2 separate regions of the Macaca mulatta genome follow, and region 1 is linked to region 2. A link is a contact called in public Hi-C data. All regions are on one chromosome and are shown on one strand. Each heading gives the region's core, a stretch centred on a gene start, on an enhancer-like site or on the middle of the called end of the contact. The rest is flanking DNA. Distances are from core to core; before and after follow the strand shown. Region 1 holds the start of TRAPPC8 (trafficking protein particle complex subunit 8). Region 2 holds the start of RNF125 (ring finger protein 125).

Region 1 (6,441 bases), core at 2,925-5,424, 83 kb after region 2:
GGTTCAAGTGATTCTCCTGCCTCAGCCTCCTGAGTAGCTGGGATTACGGGTGCCTATCACTATGCCTGGCTAAATTTTTAGTAGAGATGGGGTTTCACCACGTTGGCCAGGTTGGTCTCAAACTCCTGAACTCAGGTGATCCATGCGCCTTGGCCTCCCAAAGTGCTGGGATTGCAGGTGTCAGACACTGCACCCAGCCAACAGAGATGCTTAACAGATGGAATTACCTCTCTCCCCACAAAATGGCTTTGCAGGGACATTTCAAAATACAGCAAAGAAATATATTTTGAGGTAAAATACTTTGATTTCCTTTGTCATGTGATGTTATGCCAGAGTCCAGTTGGAAAGTAAACCATTTTATGTAAGTTTACATAAAACCCATCTGATAACTTTTTTTTTTTTTTGAGACAGTCTTGTTCTGTCACCCAGGCTGGAGTGCAGTGGCACTATCTTGGCTCACTGCAAACTCCGCCTCCTGTGTTCACGTGATTCTTCTGTCTCAGCCTCCTGAGTAGCTGGGATTACAGGTGCACATCACCACGCCTGGCTAATTTTTTGTGTATTTTTAGTAGAGACGGGTTTCACTATGTTGGTCAGACTGGTCTCGAAGTCCTGACCTCGCAATCCACCTGCCTCAGCCTCCCGAAGTACTGGGATTACAGGCGTGAGCCACCGCGCCCGGCCAATTTGATAACATTTTATGGTTTGTAGAGTGTGACTCCACAGGCCACTTAGATAGGAATTCGGGGAAGAGGGGGAAAAAAGTCAGAGTTTAGTCCTCAGTATCATCGAGACTTTAAGGTGTTTCCACAGTTCAAACAGTACCTTGCCAAAAGAAAGAAGAGACCAGGATAGATTATGAAAGAAGTAGATTTACACAGTGAAGTTACTCACTGGAAACACTGTGTATGGGTGTGGCATTAGATTGTGAAGTGAGTCTGGGTGCCGTGGCTCATACCAGCAATCCCACCATTTTGGGAGGCTAAGGCAGAAGGATCACTAGAGCCCAGATTTTGAGGCCAGCCTGGGCAATACAGTGAGCCCTCATCTCTACATATTAAAAAACAAACAAAAAACCCAAAAAAACCCTGCAAAGTCAATGCATAAGACAAAAACCCATTTAGGCTCAGCCATAAAAAGGAGTGAAGTAATGATTCACGTAACATATTGCTAAGTGTAGTAATATGTGTACAGAGGCCAAATATTATACAATTTCACTTATTTATTTATTTATTTTATTTTTTTTTTTTTTGAGACGGAGTCTCGCTCTGTAGCCCAGGCTGGAGTGCAGTGGCCGGATCTCAGCTCACTGCAAGCTCCGCCTCCCGGGTTCACGCCATTCTCCGGCCTCAGCCTCCCGAGTAGCTGGGACTACAGGCGCTGCCACCTCGCCCGGCTATTTTTTGTATTTCTTAGTAGAGACGGGGTTTCACCGTGTTAGCCAGGATGGTCTCGATCTCCTGACCTCGTGATCCGCCCATCTCGGCCTCCCAAAGTGCTGGGATTACAGGCTTGAGCCACCGCGCCCGGCCTACAATTTCACTTATATGAAATGTCCAGAATAGGTAAATCTACATAGACAGAAAGTAGATTAGTGATTGCCAGGGGTTGGAGGGCGTGGCAGGGTGCAGAATGATAAAAGCCTGTACCAGGCTTCTTTTTGGGATGAACATGTTCTGGAATTAGATAGTAGTAATGGTCACACAACTTTTGGAATAAACTAAAAACCACTAAATTGTACACTTATTTGAAGGGGTAAATTTTATGGCATGTGAATTATATCTCAGAAAAATCTATTTTGGCTAAATTACCATTGAAATTCCTTTTCAAACAGTCTAATTCAGCTGTTTTTACTTTCAGCATAAAAACAAATGGCCTTTGAAACTTTTTAGAGAGTACTAGGATAAATAGTATGTTTGCATTTAGGAGTCCTGTTATAAAAAATGTAATCTTACAACCTGAGTCACACTAAATTATACGAGATTCTCACATTATAAAGGGTAAGGAAGTGTATCAGAAGCATTGAAAAGGGATTGTGTGTACCCCTAGGGATTTAATATAATTTCCAGACATAGATAGTTTCAAGGAAATGAATTTCCAGACCCTTAACTAGCAGATGTTATCTCTTGCAAAAGGAAATTAAATTTTGGGACCCCAAACTGATTTAGCCAAAGGGAAAAGTCAAGCTGGGACTGGTCACGCAAATCTGCCTCCCCCTTTTGGTTCCTAAATAAGATGGCTGCAAGATGAAAAGCTACACGTCTCCCCCATATTTTGCCCATAAGGAAATCCTTAGTGTGCTGTTAAAACTTCATGACAATGCAAATTGATAGCTTATCTTTACAGGTGGTCATCCCAGCCCACCAGACACAAATGCACATCTGATTGTTCCCCTACCCAATTTTGTCTGTTATGAAAAATGCAGATTCCCACATTTTTCCTCTGCCCCTTTTATGTCATCTTATGTAAAAAATGCAGGTTCACTGAGTCAGACAAAGGCAAGAATTACTATTTTCTCCTAACCCCCCCCCCCCCCCGCTTACACGAAAACTGTGTGCTTCTCAATATCCCGCCCATTCCCCTTTAAATTTGGAGCCCTCGGCCGGGCGCGGTGGCTCAAGCCTGTAATCCCAGCACTTTGGGAGGCCGAGACGGGCAGATCACGAGGTCAGGAGATCGAGACCATCCTGGCTAACACGGTGAAACCCCGTCTCTACTAAAAAAACCAAAAAACTAGCCGGACGAGGTGGCGAGCGCCTGTAGTCCCAGCTACTCGGGAGGCTGAGGCAGGAGAATGGCGTAAACCTGGGATGCGGAGCTTGCAGTGAGCTGAGATCCGGCCACTGCACTCCAGCCTGGGCGACAGAGCGAGACTCCGTCTCAAAAAAAAAAAAAAAAAAATTGGAGCCCTCAAAATCATCTTCGAAGAAAGGCATAGACCTGTTTCCCGGGATCGTCCTTAACTTTGGCAAATAAATCTCCTAAAGTGATGGACACTCTTATAAATTAATCTGTAGCCAATGCATGCCATCAATATGTCCTGCTGTGCCTTCCTACCTCCCATTTATCAACTTACATGAGAAGCCTACATCTTACTTGTCATAAATTATTACCATAGTTAAAAACCTGAGGGTGTCAAGAAGTCGAAAAATTTTGAGACATTGACGTTGGGGAAGACTCCTTTAATTAAAGCACCATAAAATCATGACAGAATGATACATTTTTCCCTGCCTTATTTTTTTGGCATGTAATACAGAAGGAACTCAAAACAATTGAGTGACACATTAGTAAAATTCTTTTCATTCACTTTTACTTACAAGGCACACACCATTGACCTTTCCGCCCCCTGCCCCCTTTAAAACAATGTTTGAAAAGTTAGGAATGAAAGCTGGTTCAGGACAGTACACAGTACATAAAAATACTGGCTCCCCCTACCTCCACCACCAGTAAGTAAAGATCCTAGCAGAGTGCAAAAAGGAAGAGGCTGAGGACGAACCACGCAGATCTGCAGGCACACCCTTTCCCTGCGACCAACAAAAATGCAGTAGCGCAATTACACGCTAGTGAATTGCAGCACTCACAACAGCACACATTCTGTTCAATGGTTAAGTCCACATAAAGTGACAGTCCGTTTCTAAAAGCATGGCTGTATTTAAAGGATACACGGTCTGTTCAGGTCCGCTTCAGGGAAACCCCAAGCACTTCCGAGAGATCCACACCCTCTCCCCGAGCAGGTGCAACTCACTGCTCCGCCGGCGAGCGTAGGAAGCAGCGCGACCAACCGCATCGGTTGCCCACAACAGCCAGCGAGAGAGCCTTAGGGACGTCAAAAAGGCCGGGCCTGCGTGGAAAACGAGCGTGCGCCTCCATCACTGCGACAGCACCCGTCCCGAGGTTCCGCGGGCCGCTAGCAGGTCGCTCTCAGCTCCGCTCTGCCAAGGGCGAGCTAGAGAACCTGGCCTAGAGTTGCCCACCTCCCTCTGCCCCCGGCCCCGCCCACCGCACTTGTAGCCCCGCCTCGCCCAGTGGGTGGGGGAGCTTCCGTCACAGCACTTCCGGCTCCAGCCTCCCAACCGGCCTCCGTCGCTCTCCACTTCCCTCTTCTCAGCTCTCTTCCCTTGCCCCTACTGTCTCCTTTAACAGTCACGTGAGGGATGCGCGCGGGGGCAGCTGGGAGTAGTACTGCCGGTTGGTCAGCGTTCGGCCTCAACATGGCGGTTCCGGCCGGGCAGTGACCAAGGTTTTGCCGTCCGAAGGACTAAGTGGTGACTCTCGGCGTCTCCACCTATCGGGGTGGAATGCGAGCACGCGGAGACGAGCGCTGAGGATCGGCGGTGACGGGAAGGGGGGGTTCAGTGGATTGTGCCCCAGAAACCGAAGCGGCGGCGCCTGTTCCTTCTACTTGTCTCTAGGCTCCAGTGCGTTCGGGGCCCCGCCCGGCCGGGCCAGGCCGGCGGGCGGCGGCGGTAGCTGCTGCAGCCGCAGGATCACCTCTCAGGGTGGGCCGGAGGGCCGGCGCCGCCGCTGCCTCTGCCGCGGCGATGGCCCAGTGTGTACAATCAGTGCAGGAGCTAATCCCGGACTCCTTCGTCCCCTGTGTCGCTGCGCTGTGCAGCGACGAAGCCGAGCGGCTCACTCGTCTCAATCACCTCAGCTTCGCGGAGCTGCTTAAGCCCTTCTCCCGCCTCACTTCCGAGGGTATGTGGTATCCTCCCTTTTCCAGTGGGCTCTCGCAAAGCCGTGATGGGAGAAGGAAGTTGCGGGCGTGCAGGGGAGAGAAGGGCAGTGTTTACGTACCGGAGCCGGTACCGTGGCGTCTGGGACTGTGGCCCCGAGGTGCTTCGGGGGCGGCCGGAGGAGGGACCATGAGGTTGTCAAGACAACGCAGTCCTAAGCTCCAGTATTTCTGGGCACTTTCTTTCTTCCTCGGACAACCTAGGTCGTTAAGTAATTGGTTCAAAGATAAACGTGAGTCTAGGAGAACGGCATTGATACTGTTCTCCACGGCCATAGCGAAGGAATTAGGCAGTTGCAAAGCCGCTAAAGTAGGAAAATGTTGCCTCTTAGACCGACAGGGTCTGAGTAAGGAAGACCTGTCATCCTCCCTTGGATGTTAAACTGGACTTTCAAAGTAGTTCTGGATGTTGTTACGTTCTTGTAGCGTTGAGGGTCATCTCTGAACTACCGTTTAGCTATTTTACTAAGATATTCTTAGCTCTACGGTATTTTGCTTACCTCTCAAGAAAATTAAAAGTATTATATGACGAATAAAACTTGAAACAGCTTTTTGCCCGAAGGAAAAGGAAGCAAGCCCAAGTTGTGGTTCATTTGACCTAGATATTTGGAGTTATCTATACTTATAGGGATGGAAGTGTCTTCTCTTGTTAAGGAACGTATTGTTAAGGAGCTACCCGTTTTCTCCAGATTTGGATTTTTTTATTAGGAGAAAATAATGTAGTAAAGCTTCAAACATGTTTTAGCCAGTATCTTGCAAACAACAAAGTCCAAGTAAAGTTTTTTTTATTAAGGTCGGTGAGAACTGAAGGGTTTCATTATAAGTCTGTGTCAGGCAAACGACTGTGATGTTTATTAGCTTAATATGACTTATCCACAAAAAAAATTAGTGCTGTACCATAAATTCATGTATTTTTGAGCTACCCTGTTTTGTGGGAGAATAATTCCATTACAAATTAGCTTTTGTTTTTAGCAGAGAGAGGGAGCCGTTCAAAAAAACAAAGTTTGGAAACTTTTGGATTTTCTTTAGCCTGTATCAGTCTCAGTTCCTTCAATGTTGGACGTAACAAGAACAACAACATGCCCTACGTTTTTAATTTTTTTTTTAATTATTTGCTTATTTATTTATTTATTTATTTGAGACGGAGTTTCGCTCTTGTTGCCCAGGCTGGAGTGCAATGGCGTGATCTCGGCTCACCACCACCTCCGCCTCCCAGGTTCAAGCGATTCTCCTGCCTCAGCTTTCTGAGTAGCTGAGATTACAGGAATGTGCCACCACGCCCGGATAATTTTTGTATTTTTAGTGGAGAACGGGGTTTCTCCATGTTGGTCAGGTTGGTCTCAAACTCCAGATCTCAGGTGATCTGCCCGCCTCAGCCTCCCAAAGTGCTGGGATTACAGGCATGAGGCACCGCGCCTGGCCTTGAATTCCTAAAAAAAACACAAACACTTGAGCTAGTTTGACTTTTATATATATACTCTTTCCTACTTTGTTAATAAGTAATAATAATGCTAATACTTGATACTTGCTTCGTGTAACTTTTTTAGTCCTCATTGAATCCTGTGTTATTGCAATTTTAAATTTGGACCTTCAAGCATGGAAGTGTTAATTTGTTCACAGTTTTGCATCAGGGAAAGATTTGAAACAGGCAGGCAGTGTGACTCAAGACATTGTGTTCTTAATCATCTTATCTCCTGACAATGTTT
Region 2 (5,904 bases), core at 1,910-4,409:
GTATAAAAGCATCAAGCATCTGGCCCTTTCAGTTTTCATAGTTTGATGACTCCCGTGCCCATATGCACATTAATACATTTGTAGGCCTTTCCTCCCCTGTTAATCTATTAGCAGTTTGTTTCATAGACTCAAGTGATCAAACCTTTAGGGGAAAAAAATCAAATTCAAATTTCCCTACAGTGGTCACACAGCTTGCTAGTGGCAGAGGGGAATTTCAAATCCAGCTTTCTATAAGGGCCAGTTACTACTGCATCACAATACAACTTATAAAGTGCTCTGTACATATTCAGTCAAGGTACTGCTGTTACTATTAAACTTGTTTGACTTGAAAATCAGCATAAACCACCTAGTTCAATATGTCTGAAACTGTAGCTTCAATATGGGATAATAAAATACAGAAGGTTCATTTGCATTTATTCATTTTCCAACTTAATTTCAATGGAAAAGAGTAATTCATTTAGAATGTACAAATGGCATTAACAACGCTCATAATCTCTACAGCAGAAAAGACTCTGGTTAACATTTATAAAGTGGAAGGGGCCCAAGTAAGTTTGCCAAAAGGAGGAATATGGAAATTCTGCCCACAGCTAGAACAATGGACATAGATTTGTCAAAACAAAGAACAGTAAAGAGAGGAAAGGCAATTTGTTCAGCCCTTGTAATGCTATTTTATGGTTATTTTTCCAGTTGCTAGTTTCCTATTCACTTTAACAAAGAAAAAGATTAAACAAAAAATTTAACATTTTGCAAACTTACATTATCCTTTAGTAGAAGGAAAAATATTGTAAATGGTAAGTTATACTATTCAAAGTCCAAAACAGGAAAACAATCTCCAGTCAGATAATTGAATTAGCAGCAAAGCGGTCTATTCCAAAAAGAATCTTCAAAATGCCCACTGTTTATGTTTTGCACAACTTCAAAGTTTTAATGCTAATAATGATTCAATTTAAATGGAGGTATCTTTAGGCTGTTATTGCCCTAAAATAATCAATATATTTTATGACTCACACAGCCCATCTTGGCTTCCAGATTGGCCTGTGGATATTACGTTAATGAGCTACATCTGGACAGCTGAGCAACAATATTAGTAATCAGAAAGGAGGGTAAATTTAAGCCTCGAGTTTTAAGAACAAAGCTGAAACAACAGGCCTCGAAAATACAGCTACGAAATAATGCCCAAAGCACTCTTTATTTATACATTGTGCAGGCTGCACACTTTTTTCCCTGGCTCACAGGTGGGCAGTGGTGAAAACTGCTTTTCAGATACAAGGCTATAGGTATTAAGTATCACCTAAGGATTCCAGGTGTGAGCCACCATGCCCGGCCTCAAAACTTCTGAATGCAAGTGCACAACATGTTTTTAAGGACTACCTAAATCCTTTCAAAAGTGATCCTCAGAAGCAATAATGCTATTTCTTTCTTCCTGCTAAGCCAAATGCATTTCTTTCTTCCTGCTAAGCCAAATACAAGTACATGCCACTGTGGTATCACACAGGGCTTCATCATACTATAGTCACCCTTCAAAGGACATTAAGTAGGCTTCCGCTTCTGATCCGTGCAGACACACACACACACACACATCCACGAACAAAATTCAAACCAAAGAGAGAAGGCTGGGTGCAGTGTCTCACACCTTTAATCCCAACACTTTGGAAGGCCGAGGTGGGTGGATCAATTGAGGTCAGGAGTTCAAGACCAGCCTGGCCAACATGGTGAAACCCCATCTCTACTCAAAATTCAAAAACTAGTAGGGTGTGGTCGTGGGCGCCTGTAATCCCAGCAACTCGGGAGGCTGAGGCAGGAGGATCACTTGAGGCGGGGAGACAGAGGTTGCAGTGGGTGGAGGTTGCAGTAAGCCGAGATCCTGCCACCGCCACCGCACTCCAGCCTGGGCGACAGAGTCAGACTATCTCTCTATCTCTCTCTCTCATACACACACACACACACACACACACACACACACACACACACACACACACAAAGTAAACAGAGAGCACGAATTCACAGATCCAACTCCACCAGTTACTCAAGCACACATTAAGCATGTGCCAATTTTATATAGGAACTTTGTTTTTAAACTCTTCTTAGAAACGACCACGGCTTTGCACCAACTGTGAGTTTTAGCTAAGTACTATGCCGTTTTGAGAAAGTTATTTTACTCTGTAATTTCTGCCGGTTTGGAGAGACGGCGTGTAAAGCAGGTAGTCTGCCACCTCCTGTCACGTTGTGGCTGGGTTTTGGAGGAGTACATTCAGGGGCTTGCGGCTAACGTCCAAGCCCCACCCTAGCAGGTTGTTAAACTCTAACGACTTGTGGAAAGTCACTCGGAAGCTCCAGTTTGACTTGCTCTTTGAGGGGATGGGTGTCTGTGTTGGGAAAGGGTAGCAGGGGTGGGGGTGGAAAAACACTTTGCACAGACCCTTGTTTGCTTAAGACGAGCCTCTGTGGGCATTCTGGGAACACGTGCACAGCTCCAGCAAAACAAAACGGACCCGGGTTTCTGGGGCAGAGGGAAGCGCAGCCTGTTCCACCGTGTTCAGCGGGGTACCTGCGCTTTGAGGGAGCCCCTGCCTTGCAGTTGGAGCTCGTTTCTTTTTCGTGCCCGGGCGAGCGCTCGTTCTCCAGCCAAGAGCACCCTCCCCTGTTGGCGAGCCCTGGCTCTGGGCGGGACCCGTGCCTGGATCCCCTTCTCTGGAGCTCCGCACCTGGACTTCGGGAGGAGGCAGCGCAAGGGGGCTGCAGGGCCCGATTGTTTCTTTTTTCTCCTCCCGAAATCCTGTGTCACCTTCCGACCGGCGTTTTCCCCGTGGCCCCGCACCCGACGGGTCCAGGTTTCTCTCTGCAGCAGTTTCCTAAGGCGCTGTCTTCCGTCCCCCTCCTTCCCCACACCATGCCCTCAGCTTCCCGACATCGCCCTCCTTAGGGGTGGGCCCAAACCGAGCTCCCCTGGCACTTACACGTGGCCACAGCGGGTCCGGACAGGCTGGTGTAACACCTCAAGGCACACGGCGCAATCGAAGGACGTGACGGGCAACTGCGGGTCCCCCCTGCGCTCCAGGGCCCGCGGGGTGGCAGAGGGGGGAGCCGATTTGCCGCTGTCGCTGCTCAGCACGGAGCCCATCGCTGTGCCTCTCGCCCAGACAGCTGCCAAGCACTCAGTGCCTGCTGCAGGGTTGTTTTGTTGTCGTGCGGTGGAGGAAGGAAGTCCCGGCCCAGCTGCGATCGCCGCCTCCCAGCGCGCGCAGCTCGCGCAGCCAAGAAGCAACCTCCGCCGATGCGCCCAACCCTGGTCTAGGGCAGGGCGAGTGCGCGGCCGCGGGGCTGAAATCTTCGGCAAACCGCCTAGGTTAAGGCGCGGAGGCGGAGGCGGCAGCCGCCAGGTGCTTTGTCTTGTGGTATTGGGAGGATTGAAACCTGAAACCTCAACTGCAGAGAAGAGGACTTGAGGCAGTAGTAAACCTTCCAAGCTGTCACACACAGCCTCTTTCCCCACTGTCAGAAGTTAAGTGCGGGCGTGGCCATGCTTAATGGTAATCAGAGAACAGCCGCTTGTAAGGACCATCCTCCACTGTTGTAATCACAATAAGCTGCAAAGATTGAACTATGACCTATGATTGGACGTCTCCTAAGACGGTGCTATCATTACTCTGTCGTCCAATCAATAGTCCATTAATGGAGAGAGAGCCTGGGTAGTGGAAAGAGTTCTGGAGATTCAGATTCCGATCCTACCTCTCTTACAGATATTCTAGTGCTAAACCCTGCCGTCTCCAGTTTCCTCTGCGGCTCAGGATTTCCTCTGTTGTTTGTACTCTCCCCATCCCGCCCTTTAAATGTGATCAGCCGGGCGCGGTGGCTCACGCCTGTAATTCCAACACTTTGGGTAGGCCGAGGCAGGTGGATCGCTTGAGGTCAGGAGTTCGAGACCAGCCTGGCCAACATGATGAAACCCCGTCTCTGCTAACAATGCAAAAATTAGCCGGGCATTAATTCACACTTTTTTCGAAGACTTATTTCGTGCCCACTGCACGCCAGACTCAGTTCTGGTGATGGAGACACAACTGTCAACAAGCAAACAAAATCCCAGTTCTCACAGAACTTACTTTAAAAAACAAAAACAAAACTTTACTTTGAGGTAATTATAGATTTGCATACAGTTGTAAGAATAGTACATAGTATATAATACACATATACAATAATATATAATGTAACACATGGGATATAATAACGCATATAATACATGTATGTATTTAACAGGCCGTAAACTTCATCCAGTTTACCCCAGGCTTTACTTTTAATTAGGAGATATAGGCCGGGTACCGTGGCTCACGCCTGTAATTTCAGCACTTTGGGAGGCTGAGGTGGGAGGATCACTTGAGCACAGGAGCCAAGATCGCGCTACTGCACTCCATCCTGTGCGACGGAGCGAGACCCTGTCTCAAAAAACAAACCAAGCCGGGGCAGTGGCTCACGCCTGTAATCCCAGCACTTTGGGAGGCCAAGGAGGACAGATCACCTGAGGTCAGGAGTTCGAGACCAGCCTGGCCAACATGGTGAAACCCTGTCTCTACTAAAAATACAAAGCTGGGTGTGAGCTACTTGGAAGGCTGAGGCACAAGAATTGCTTGAACCCGAAAGGTGGAGGCTGCAGTGAGCCGAGATCATGCCACTGTACTCCAGCCTGGGCAACAGACGGAGACCCTGTCTCAAAAAACCAAAAGAGGCTGGGCGCAGTGGCTCACGCCAAAGTGATGTAATCCCAGCACTTTGGGAGGCGGAGGCAGGTGGATCATGAAGTCAGGAGTTCAAGACCAGCCTGGCTAACATAGTGAAACCCCGTCTCTACTAAAAATACAACATTTCTTTAGTAAAAATTTTTGTACTAAAAATACAAAAATTGGCCAGGTATGGTGGCACATGCCTGTAGTCCCAGCTATTCGGGAGGCTGAGGCAGGAGAACCGCCTGAACCCAGGAGGTGGAGGTTGCAGTGAGCCGAGACCACGCCACTACACTCCAGCCTGGGTGACAGAGGGAGACTCTGTCTCAAAAACAAACAAACAACAAACAAACAAAAGGAAGATATGTATAATCAATCAATAAACAAATAAAATCATTTCAGATAATCAGAGCCATGAAGAAGATAAGACAGTAACTGACAATGAGGAGAAGAATAAACTCAGAATAATTTTTGGATGAAGTGACATTTGAGCAGAGCCATGAATAATGAAAAGAAGTGAGCCGTTCAAAGATTTAGGAAAAAGTGTGGTAAGCACTGGGAACAGTGAATGAGACAGGACCAAAGAAAGGAAAGACCTATGGAGCTGGAGCATTGGGTGGTGGGGGGCAGGCAGTGGGGGGAAATAAGATGAAAAGATAGTTATTCCTATCTTCAAAAGGAAAACAAAAACCTCCCTTTCATCCCACTTATGCCTCAACTCCTGCCCCATATCCCCTTCAAGGCCAAATCTCTTGATCTGATCCTCTACATTATGTCATCATTTCTTATTTATTCACTTCTTATTCAGTCCATTCTGAGTTCTGAGCCAACCTCTGCACCTCCATCTGTCCAAAAACTGCTTTATTATCAGTGTCACTGGTGACGTTCATGTAACTCATTCCAATAGATTCTTTTCAACTATTTTTGTGCTTGACCCCTCGACTATTTTTGTCAGTGCTGACCATCCCCTCCTGGAAGCACTCTGACTTTCCTTCTTTCTTTCTGGCTGTTGTTTCTCTCCTTTGCCAGAGTCTCCTCCACTGGCTCTGGGCTAGAGATCCTAGGATTCTGTCTTAGCACCTTTTCCCTTCTCCTCTCTGTCTCCCTCTCTCTTTCTCTCTCTCTCAAAAATCACACAGGTTCTGTCACTATTTTGGTTCCAAAGACTTTCACATCTTTATCTCCACCC

The links. Hi-C and Micro-C count contacts between places; a contact is called where the count stands out from the background.
Region 1: a Hi-C map of fetal cortex germinal zone shows a contact between it and region 2, with 3 times the contacts expected there. The contact joins the promoter of TRAPPC8 here to the promoter of RNF125 in region 2. A contact is called at or near these places in 2 of 14 Hi-C or Micro-C datasets (CD4 T cells and fetal cortex germinal zone).

Annotation. Positions count from the first base shown.
Region 1 is chr18:60,565,569-60,572,009 of T2T-MMU8v2.0, forward strand. TRAPPC8 (trafficking protein particle complex subunit 8) reads left to right here and starts at 4,175. Exons shown (of 29, transcript XM_015121782.3): 1 at 4,175-4,698. The coding sequence starts at 4,542.
Region 2 is chr18:60,483,811-60,489,714 of T2T-MMU8v2.0, forward strand. It overlaps RNF125 (ring finger protein 125), which reads right to left and starts at 3,160. Exons shown (of 5, transcript XM_015121783.3): 1 at 2,958-3,160. The coding sequence starts at 3,121.